Linked DNA regions of Mus musculus: region 2 is linked to region 1. A link is a contact called in public HiChIP or PLAC-seq data. All regions are on one chromosome and are shown on one strand. Each heading gives the region's core, a stretch centred on a gene start, on an enhancer-like site or on the middle of the called end of the contact. The rest is flanking DNA. Distances are from core to core; before and after follow the strand shown. Region 1 overlaps Gm51701 (a long non-coding RNA gene). Region 2 holds the start of Ccr1l1 (chemokine (C-C motif) receptor 1-like 1).

Evidence for each region. HiChIP or PLAC-seq counts read pairs in DNA pulled down with a chosen protein or histone mark.
Region 2: a contact with region 1 is called in an H3K27ac HiChIP or PLAC-seq map of microglia, with 4 times the contacts expected there. The contact joins the promoter of Ccr1l1 here to the enhancer-like site in region 1. A contact is called at or near these places in 2 of 39 promoter capture datasets (the C10 cell line and the HPC-7 cell line), 3 of 15 datasets of contacts at CTCF or cohesin (CD8 T cells, large pre-B cells and pro-B cells), 9 of 484 Hi-C or Micro-C datasets (the Ba/F3 cell line, bone marrow-derived macrophages, cerebral cortex and 5 more), 15 of 115 datasets of contacts at active chromatin or transcription factors (the 230-238 cell line, CD8 T cells, DN3 thymocytes and 10 more) and 2 of 9 other capture datasets (bone marrow-derived macrophages and macrophages).

What each region holds. Positions count from the first base shown.
Region 1 is chr9:123,925,190-123,929,863 of GRCm38.p6, reverse strand. Gm51701 (a long non-coding RNA gene) reads right to left here. Exons shown (of 2, transcript XR_003948284.1): 1 at 4,331-4,674; 2 at 1,158-3,117. Among named protein-coding and RNA genes, the nearest start is that of Gm51701, 2.4 kb to the right of the region's middle. Within about 2 kb of position 1,628, at least 175 of the 459 cell types and tissues checked have an H3K27ac peak or open chromatin away from gene starts, as enhancers often do. A contact at or near this core is called in the 230-238 cell line, the Ba/F3 cell line, CD8 T cells and 14 more, where this site is marked.
Region 2 is chr9:123,983,904-123,988,813 of GRCm38.p6, reverse strand. Ccr1l1 (chemokine (C-C motif) receptor 1-like 1) reads left to right here and starts at 2,099. Exons shown (of 2, transcript NM_007718.4): 1 at 2,099-2,210.

The DNA.
Region 1 (4,674 bases), core at 379-2,878:
AAAAGGAAAGGGGACGCAAGGACAGAAAAGAGGGGGAAATCCCACAGGTGAACAGCCCAGCTTTCCTGAATCCTATTCTATAAAACCATAATTAGAATAGAATGGGTGCTATTATATCTATTATGTGGAGTAATTTACTACACAGCTGGGATAATCAGTACATTACTATAGAGGAGTATGCAAAAATTAACCAGGAAAAACTCAAAATCAAATTTTATGCATATTCTAGCCTGATATACATAGTAAGTTCCAGATGTCCAGGGCTACAAAAAAGAAACCCCATTTTCTATTTTTAAAAAGTACTTTATCATTACAAAAACATCAAAAATTCATAAAACTTCCTCTGTGTGACTATTTTAAGGAATCAATACAAGATTTGAGAAATTACATGGAGTCTTGCAAAGTCTTGATAATGGAACCTGTTGACAGTCACAAAGTGCACTCAATCCCTTTGGAGTCTCGGAGCTCCGTGCTAATACGTGTCAGTCTCCGTCTTGGACCACACCTTCTAGAATGCCTGAAATTTAGAGAGAACACTAACGAATTATCAAAACCAGCCTTTGGTGTGCACTCAAGTGCGATGGAAAGATTTCCTAAGTCATCGTAATTTGTTCACATGGAAACAGCAGAGAAAGCTAGAAGACACTAGCTTCGAAACTTCTTAGTTGTCTGTCCCTGAGCCCTTTGTGGTACTTCCTCCTCAGAGCCCAGCTCCAGCAGTCCCCTTAGCGGCTGTTTTTAGCAACCACACCCTCTGACTGTGGGTTTGCTCTGCAGTGGCTTTAAGGTTTGAATACGAAATGCCTTCCACAAACAGACACTACAGAATCTTAGGTGTCGAGACAATGGGCATTTGAGAAGGAATTGGAACCTTCAGATCCTGGACTCCTTCCTTGGTAGATTCGTAATATGAGAGCATTCTTAGGAGACAGCCAAAACAGGAAGTGGGATCCAGATAAGAGAAGCAGGTCGTTTAGGGTGTGCCCCTGAAGGATGTATCTTTTACCCCTTCCCCTTTGTGTCCTTCCTGTCTCCTTCTTTGACTTCTGGCCACTATGGGGTGAACAGTATCTGCCGTATACTCCTGCCACCACGGTGTTCCACCTCACTGAAGATCTAGAAACACGGCAAAGGGTCAGGAACTAAGCATCTGAAACTGTGACCCAAAACAAATTCTCTCTTTAATTTGTTCCTCTCAGAACACATTTCACTATGTGTCATAGTGGGGGGAGGGGGGAGTCTAACACAGAGTATGTACACAAAGCCTCACAATGGGACTGTTGATGTAATTCGGTTGGTAGAGTGCTTGTCTATTACCAGCAGAGCCCCGAGTTCCATCCTCAGCACTGCACAAACCAAATGTGGTTTAGTTCCAGCACTCAGGGAGCAGTAGCGGTTTGAAGCCAGCCTAGGACACCCTGTCTCAAAACAAACAAATGAAAAACATTGGGATTCAATGAACAGAACTGATATTAGTCCACTGTGTTCATAGCGTTCATGATGGTCCACGGTAGCTTAGACTTCCTGGTAGTCATTTCCTTGAGTCAGGCTGACCTTAGAGTATAGAAAGAAGTTTACTGTCTTGCTGTCACGCATTGCTGTTGCTTGCGGTCATGTCACAGGACTCTGAGGCAGTAGTGGAGAGACTCGTGAGATGAGGAAGTGAGGTCTCTGCGAGCAGCCGGAGGCATGAACACCTGAAAGCAATTAAGCCCCACCTCCAGCCAAATCTCCTAATGACGGAGTAGACGTTCTCCCTCGTCCGAGAGAGACTGTAGTGAAACGACCCCACTAAGATGTCTCAAATTCCCAACACACAAGACTGTATGACACAATACATGCTTCCTGTTTAAGTCCTGATGTCCCATGGTGATTTTTACTATTTATATGTAATATGCTCATCATGCAAATGAAAAGTAAGCTCAGAGACAGCAACAGAGGACGCACAGTGGGACCCCAGAGCAAAGGCTGATCGTTCACCAGTTCTTCAATTGACTGCAGATGAGAGAGGTCAGGTTGGGGGACACTGAAGCCATTCCCAAGCAAGATGGATGGGCCACCAGCTCAGCTCCTCTCACTGGCAATCTCTGAGAACAGAAGTGACCCAGATTCTGTTTTCCCTTGCTTGGGGAAACATCTGCCTCCACATGCACGGTTCTCTCCACCTAAACAAAATAATTGACTCAAGTCCCTGTGCCACTGGACCTCCACTGGCGCCACACGTGAAATGACCACTGACTCTCACAGCTACAGTGCTGCCAGCTGTGCCCAACGAGGGCTGTGGGGCCGGCCTCGCACCGAGGATCACTGCCTACAACTCTGACCTTGCCTCACAGGTCCCCCGTTGTTGATTCGCGAGGTTACTCTTGAATAGGTGCTAAGGGAGCTTTTGAAATGCACACGATATCCAGTTACTCACTGGTCATATGAATGTCAATCACCCCTGCACAGGCGGGGCTACAGGCTATTTGAGCTCTCGGGAGGAAGCAGAATGTGATGGCTACTGAGTAACAACCAGCCAGTCCTACTGGTTCTGTCTTTTCATCCTTGAACACATTCCGTTAAGAGTCACTATAATCCCCAGGCACAAGTGAATTGAGCGAGTCAAAGGGTTTTAGAAAAGAAAGCCACATCGCCGGGGCGTGGTGACGCACGCCTTTGGTCCCAGCACCCAGGCAGAGGCAGGCGGATTTCTGAGTTCGAGGCCAGCCTGGTCTACAGAGTGAGTTCCAGGACAGCCAGGACTACACAGAGAAACCCTGTCTCGAAAAACAAAAAACAAACAAACAAAAAAAGGAAGCCAAAAGTTCTAAGTAGCCCACTGCCAGTCTTCAAGGTCAAGAGAGACCTGGGATGGTGAACCTTGCTGATCAAGTGAAATAATATAAGCCCGGAGCCTTCTGTGGAACCCGAGAATTCCAGCACCAAAGAGGAAGAAATGACACGCAAGGTGTCAGTAAAGAAAACTCCAGAGCCCATTGTGGGTTAAGTGGGGTTGTGTTGCTGGCCGGTCTCCACCACAGTCTCCTCTCCACCTGCTCCTCTTCAAACGGATGCCTTGGATCCTTGATGGTCTTCAGAGTTACTTTGGGGTTTGACACTGGGAAGAGCCACTATCTGATAGAAATATTAAATCAGTCACATATGTACTTTTAAATCCTTTTCTAGACACACTGTCGTTAAACATCTAAAATAGATAAAGGGTGTAACTCGATGGTAGAGTATTTGCAAGTATACGCAAGGCCCAGGGTTCAATCTCTGAGCGATGAGGGGAGGGGAGTCGATGTGGGGAATAAGTTAAATTAATGCTATATTTAACATACCTAACATATGTTAACATGTAACTAGTTTATTATATAGACTAAAAGGACGGTCTGCATTTTTATTCTACTATCTTCAAAACCTGGTGTGTAGTTTGTACTTAAACACACTGTAGTTAAGATCAACCGACTAACAAGGTACAACAACTCTCAGAGCTGTGTGCCTGACATGCGAAAAGGAAGGAATTGTCCTTTAAAAAAGCGACAGTCTCCCTCTGGTGGGAAAAACGGAAATTGCAGGAATAAACAAAAGACTCCAAAGAGCAAAAACAGCTGTGACACCCACACTGGGCCGCCTGCCCTGGTGTTGTGTTTGCATTTTATTTATTTTATTATTTTATTCACACACACTCACTCATGGTCATCCCCCTGCCTCAGAAAATCACTCACAGTCATTCCCCTGCCTCAGAAATTCACTCACAGTCATCCCCCTGCCTCACACACACAATCAGTGCCATCCACCTGCCTCACACACTCACTCAGGGTCATCCCCCTGCCTCAGAAACACACTAACAGTCATCCCCCTGCCTCAGAAACTCACTCACAGTTAAACCCCTGCCTCATACATTCACTCAGCTTCATCCCCTGCCTCATTTTCATGCCCCTGCCTCTCGCATTCAATCAGCATCATTCCCCTGCCTCAGAGACTCAAACACAGTTATCCCTCTGCCTCAGAAAATCACTCACATTCATGCGCTGCCTCACACAGTCATACAGCGTCCTACCCCTGCCTCACACGTTCAATCCAGGTCATCCCCCTGCCTCAGATACTCACTCACAGTCATCCCCCTGCCTCACACAGTCACTCAGCGTCATCCCCCTGCCTCACACATTCAATCCAGGTCATCTCCCTGCCTCGGAAACTCACTCACAGTCATTCCCCCGCCTCAAACAATCACTCAGCATCAACCCCCTGCCTCAGACAGTCACTCCCCGCGCCTGTGCTCCCTGATTTAAAGCGCGACCCCTTCACCGGGTCGGATCCGCCAGCCTGGCCGGCTTCCCCTCACCCTGGCTGGGAGGCGACGGGCAGATCCGACCCCTTGGAGGACTTCCGGAGCGGAAGTTTTTCCCGGCGTGCTCTCTGCCGCCACCCGGTGGTGACCGAGGAGAATGCGGCCGTCGTGAGGATTCCATTGTCTTCTTTCAAATGACGTCACCACCGGGAGGCTCGATGGCGGCCGCGCTGCAGACGGGAGGGGCCGGGGGTCCAGACTGTCCGTGTGGATTCTCGGGTCCCGTCTGTCTCGCTTTCCCCAGGGCGGGACCCCTCCCCCACCCCCAAAATCACTCGCCGTGAGGACCAAAGGCCACAGGGATCATCCCCCTGCCTCACACATTCATTCCTGGTCAT
Region 2 (4,910 bases), core at 850-3,349, 58 kb before region 1:
CTTTCAATAAAATCTTGCTAGTGTATGCAATGGTGTCAGCGTTTGGAAGCTTATTATGGGGTATATCCCTGGATAAGGCAGTCTCTACATGGTCCATCCTTTCGTTTCAGCTCCAAACTTTGTAACTCCTTCCATGGGTGTTTTGTTCCCAATTCTAAGGAGGGGCATAGTGTCCACACTTCAGTCTTCATTTTTCTTGAGTTTCATGTGTTTAGGAAATTGTATCTTATATCTTGGGTATCGTAGGTTTTGGACTAATATCCACTTATCAGTGAGTACATATTGTGTGAGTTCTTTTGTGATTGGGTTACCTCACTCAGGATGATGCCCTCCAGGTCTATCCATTTGGCTAAGAATTTCATAAATTCATTCTTTTTAATAGCTGAGTAGTACTCCATTGTGTAGATGCACCACATTTTCTGTATCCATTCCTCTGTTGAGGAGCATCTGGGTTCTTTCCAGCTTCTGGCTATTATAAATAAGGCTGCTATGAACATAGTGGAGCATGTGTCCTTCTTACCAGTTGGGGCATCTTCTGGATATATGCCCAGGAGAGGTATTGCTGGATCCTCCGGTAGTACTATGTCCAATTTTCTGAGGAACCGCCAGACTGATTTCCAGAGTGGTTGTGCAAGCTTGCAATCCCACCAACAATGGAGGAGTGTTCATCTTTCTCCACATCCACGCCAGCATCTGCTGTCACCTGAATTTTTGATCTTAGCCATTCTGACTGGTGTGAGGTGGAATCTCAGGGTTGTTTTGATTTGCATTTCCCTGATGATTAAGGATGTTGAACATTTTTTCAGGTGCTTCTCAGCCATTCGGTATTCCTCAGGTGAGAATTCTCTGTTCAGTTCTGAGCCCCATTTTTTAATGGGGTTATTTGGTTTTCTGGAGTCCACCTTCTTGAGTTCTTTATATATGTTGGATATTAGTCCCCTATCTGATTTAGGATAGGTAAAGATCCTTTCCCAATCTGTTGGTGGCCTTTTTGTCTTATTGACGGTGTCTTTTGCCTTGCAGAAACTTTGGAGTTTCATTAGGTCCCATTTATCGATTCTCGATCTTACAGCACAAGCCATTGCTGTTCTGTTCAGGAATTTTTCCCCTGTGCCCATATCTTCGAGGCTTTTCCCCACTTTCTCCTCTATAAGTTTCAGTGTCTCTGGTTTTATGTGAAGTTCCTTGATCCACTTAGATTTGACCTTAGTACAAGGAGATAGGAATGGATCAATTCGCAATCTTCTACATGATAACAACCAGTTGTGCCAGCACCATTTGTTGAAAATGCTGTCTTTCTTCCACTGGATGGTTTTAGCTCCCTTGTCAAAGATCAAGTGACCATAGGTGTGTGGGTTCATTTCTGGGTCTTCAATTCTATTCCATTGGTCTACTTGTCTGTCTCTATACCAGTACCATGCAGTTTTTATCACAATTGCTCTGTAGTAAAGCTTTAGGTCAGGCATGGTGATTCCACCAGAGGTTCTTTTATCCTTGAGAAGAGTTTTTGCCATCCTAGGTTTTTTGTTATTCCAGATGAATTTGCAAATTGCTCCTTCTAATTCGTTGAAGAATTGAGTTGGAATTTTGATGGGGATTGCATTGAATCTGTAGATTGCTTTTGGCAAGATAGCCATTTTTACAATGTTGATCCTGCCAATCCATGAGCATGGGAGATCTTTCCATCTTCTGAGATCTTCTTTAATTTCTTTCTTAAAGGACTTGAAGTTCTTGTCATACAGATCTTTCACTTCCTTAGTTAGAGTCACACCGAGATATTTTATATTATTTGTGACTATTGAGCAGGGTGTTGTTTCCCTAATTTCTTTCTCAGCCTGTTTATTCTTTGTGTAGAGAAAGGCCATTGACTTGTTTGAGTTAATTTTATATCCATCTACTTCACCGAAGCTGTTTATCAGGTTTAGGAGTTCTCTGGTGGAATTTTTAGGGTCACTTAGTGAGATTCTTAAGACAGCTCCTCCCCATGAGAGGGGTTGGACCCAGCAGCCCATATGTCCAGCTAGCCCCCAGGTGACAATGACACTGTTGAACCACAACGTCACCTGGATTAACACTAGCTCCTGGCTTTGTCTGATTCATATTGCTCATGTCTGGAGGACACACACACTTCAGAGACGTGACATACTTGAGATAAAGGGAAGCAGACACCAGCTACAGCAGGATCCAGGTATATCACAGATAATTTTCAGGTACGTACACTAGACTGTCTGAATCTTGAGCTTGGGGTACAAAGGACCATTTTATCAGACTCTTCTTTCCTCCCTGCTGCTCACTAGAATCAGGCTACAATGTGTTGTTCTGATAAGTAGCCACAAGCTCAAACCTTTGCTGCTCTATGCTTCTATTCTGTGCCCTTTGCAAGTGGGAGCCATCATACAACGCAGGAAAGAAAGACTGAAAGCTGAGAGCCAGTACTGTGCTCTTCCTATATTCATAAGCTCTCTGATTCTGCCCCCCTGTGTTTGCTTTGTGTATCTTGCTATAACTAGAGACTTAAAAGGAGGAACTGGTCCTAGACTCAACACTGCTTTGCAGTGGGCACAGCCAGGGCAGATACAGCATAGTGTACATATGTGTACAGTGGAGGGGTGTCTATTAAAGTAGAAAGAAACCTGTAATAAGCAATGCCTATTCATCTATTTTCTTTGTTAGGTAAGTCATTGTAGATCTCAGCCTGCACCCTGCCCAAAGTTACTCTGAGGGACTAGAGGCCAGACAGGCAAACAGGTAACGAAAGGGATCACAGATAATAAATACAGCGAATTTATGGTTTCTTCCTCAGCCTTTTATGCCAATCTAATTCCCTCTCTTCCATTCTGTGCATGATCCCAGCCTATTTCACCCATTCAATACCACTACCTAACTTTTTTTCCTGTCTTGATAGTTTTTAAAATGCTCTAATGCAGTGGTTCTCGTCCTTTCTAATGCTTCAATCCTTTATTACAGTTCATGTTGTCGTGACCCCCAACCATAAAATTATTTTCATTGTTACTTAATAACTGTAATTTTTCTACTGTTATGAATTGTGATGTAAATATCTGATATGCAGGATATCTGATGTGGGATCTCTGTGGAAGGGGTCATTTGACCTCCAAAGGAGTCACAGTCCATAGGTTGTTATTCCTACAGGTTTACATACTTATACTTTTCTGTTACTTATATCCACCTAGAGAATTTCCTTCCAAGTGATTGTTTGCTCACAGTGTCTGTTCAAGCTTCCTCATGTATACCGGCTGTTGAGGGAAAAAGCCATATGACTACCCCAAGTGAAGATTATCTGAATAGGGCAAGGTGAGAAGACTGTATGGAGGGAGTCTGAGTCTCAGCTGGAACTGCACAGCTGCTTACAGCCAAACTTCCAACTTGAAATTTTTAATCATTTAAATGTGCCTCTTGATACATAATCATGTGAGCTACAATTATAAGCAGGAGACCATTCCAGCTTCTCACAACTCAAGTTCACTGAAAAACAGTAAACAAGTAATTAAATTTTTGTATGCTAAGTACTGATAAATTAAGCAAGGAAGGAGCCACAAATTCTATTTTACCAAAAGCCATTTAAAGACTACCTTACAGAAAAAACAGCATATCCTTAGATATGGAGGAAGTAAGGGCCCAAGGACTGTGCCTGGGGCACTCAAGGCTTCAAGATAAGACATTAAACAGGAACTAGCAACAGAAATTCAGTTCTAGAAAGAACAGAAACTAGGGGAGTGAACAAAAATAAAGACAACTCTTTCAAGTAACTATTGTGAAGGAGAGTGGGGAATAAATGCCTAGAGATGGAAGTAGCATCAAGAGAGAATTGCTTTTTTTCTTATTCTTCTCTTTTTTTTTTTTTGATGTTTGCATGCTTGCTTAAAACAGAAGTAAGCATATGTGTGTGTGCTCATAAGAACAATCCATTAAGGTATTGTAAGAACTAGTAAGACTGGAAAACTATTATATTGTGGCCATGAATGGGTGAGACAGACTGGAATCCTGCACAAAATGAACAAGAGTTAGACTGAAGTATGTAGGATTAATCTATGAATCAAGACTGAAGACAGAGTCAAATGATACCATAAAGAGGAACTGGTAGCAAAGAAACTGGAAGTTTAGATCCTATTTTCTCAGTGAAATAGGAAGCAAGGTGGTCAGAGTTAATATTGGAGAATTAAGGAAAAAACAGAAAACTCTAAATAATAACCTGTGGACATAAATGCAGCTGATAGATATTAACTGTAGCTTTTTTTTTATTAATCATTCCATTCGTTTACATCTCAAATGATATCCCACTTGCCAGTTACCACCTCCACCAAACCCTCATCCCATGATATCCCACTTCTCGGTTACCCCTCCGGTACCCTCCCATCCCACTTCTGCCCTCCCCCTCCTTTTTGCCTGTATGAGAGTGTTCCCCTACTCACTCACACTCACCTACTCACCCCACTGCTACCTACTCTGCAGCATCAAACCTCCCCAGGACCAAGGGCCTCCCCTCCCATTGCTGTCTGGCAAGGCCATCTTCTGCTACATATGTATCTGTAGCCATGGATCCCTCTAGGTACACCCCTTAGTTGGTGGTCTAGTCTCTGGGAGAACTTGGTGGTCAGGAACCTATGTTATTCTTCCAAGGGGTTGCAATTCTCTTCTGCTCCTCCAGTCCTTCTGCCAGCTTCCCTACCAGGTTCCCTGAGTTCAGTCTGATGATTGGCTCCAAGCCGCATCTGCATTGGTTATTTGCTGGCTGGACCTCCCCAGGAACTGCCACACATGGTTCCTGACCATGGCAACAGTGTTGGATTTGGTGTCTGCAGACATGATATATCCACAGGTGGGGCCGTTCCCCAGTTGGCCCCTCCTTCAGTCTCTGTTCCATTTTTTTGTTTCTGTTCTTCCTTTGGACA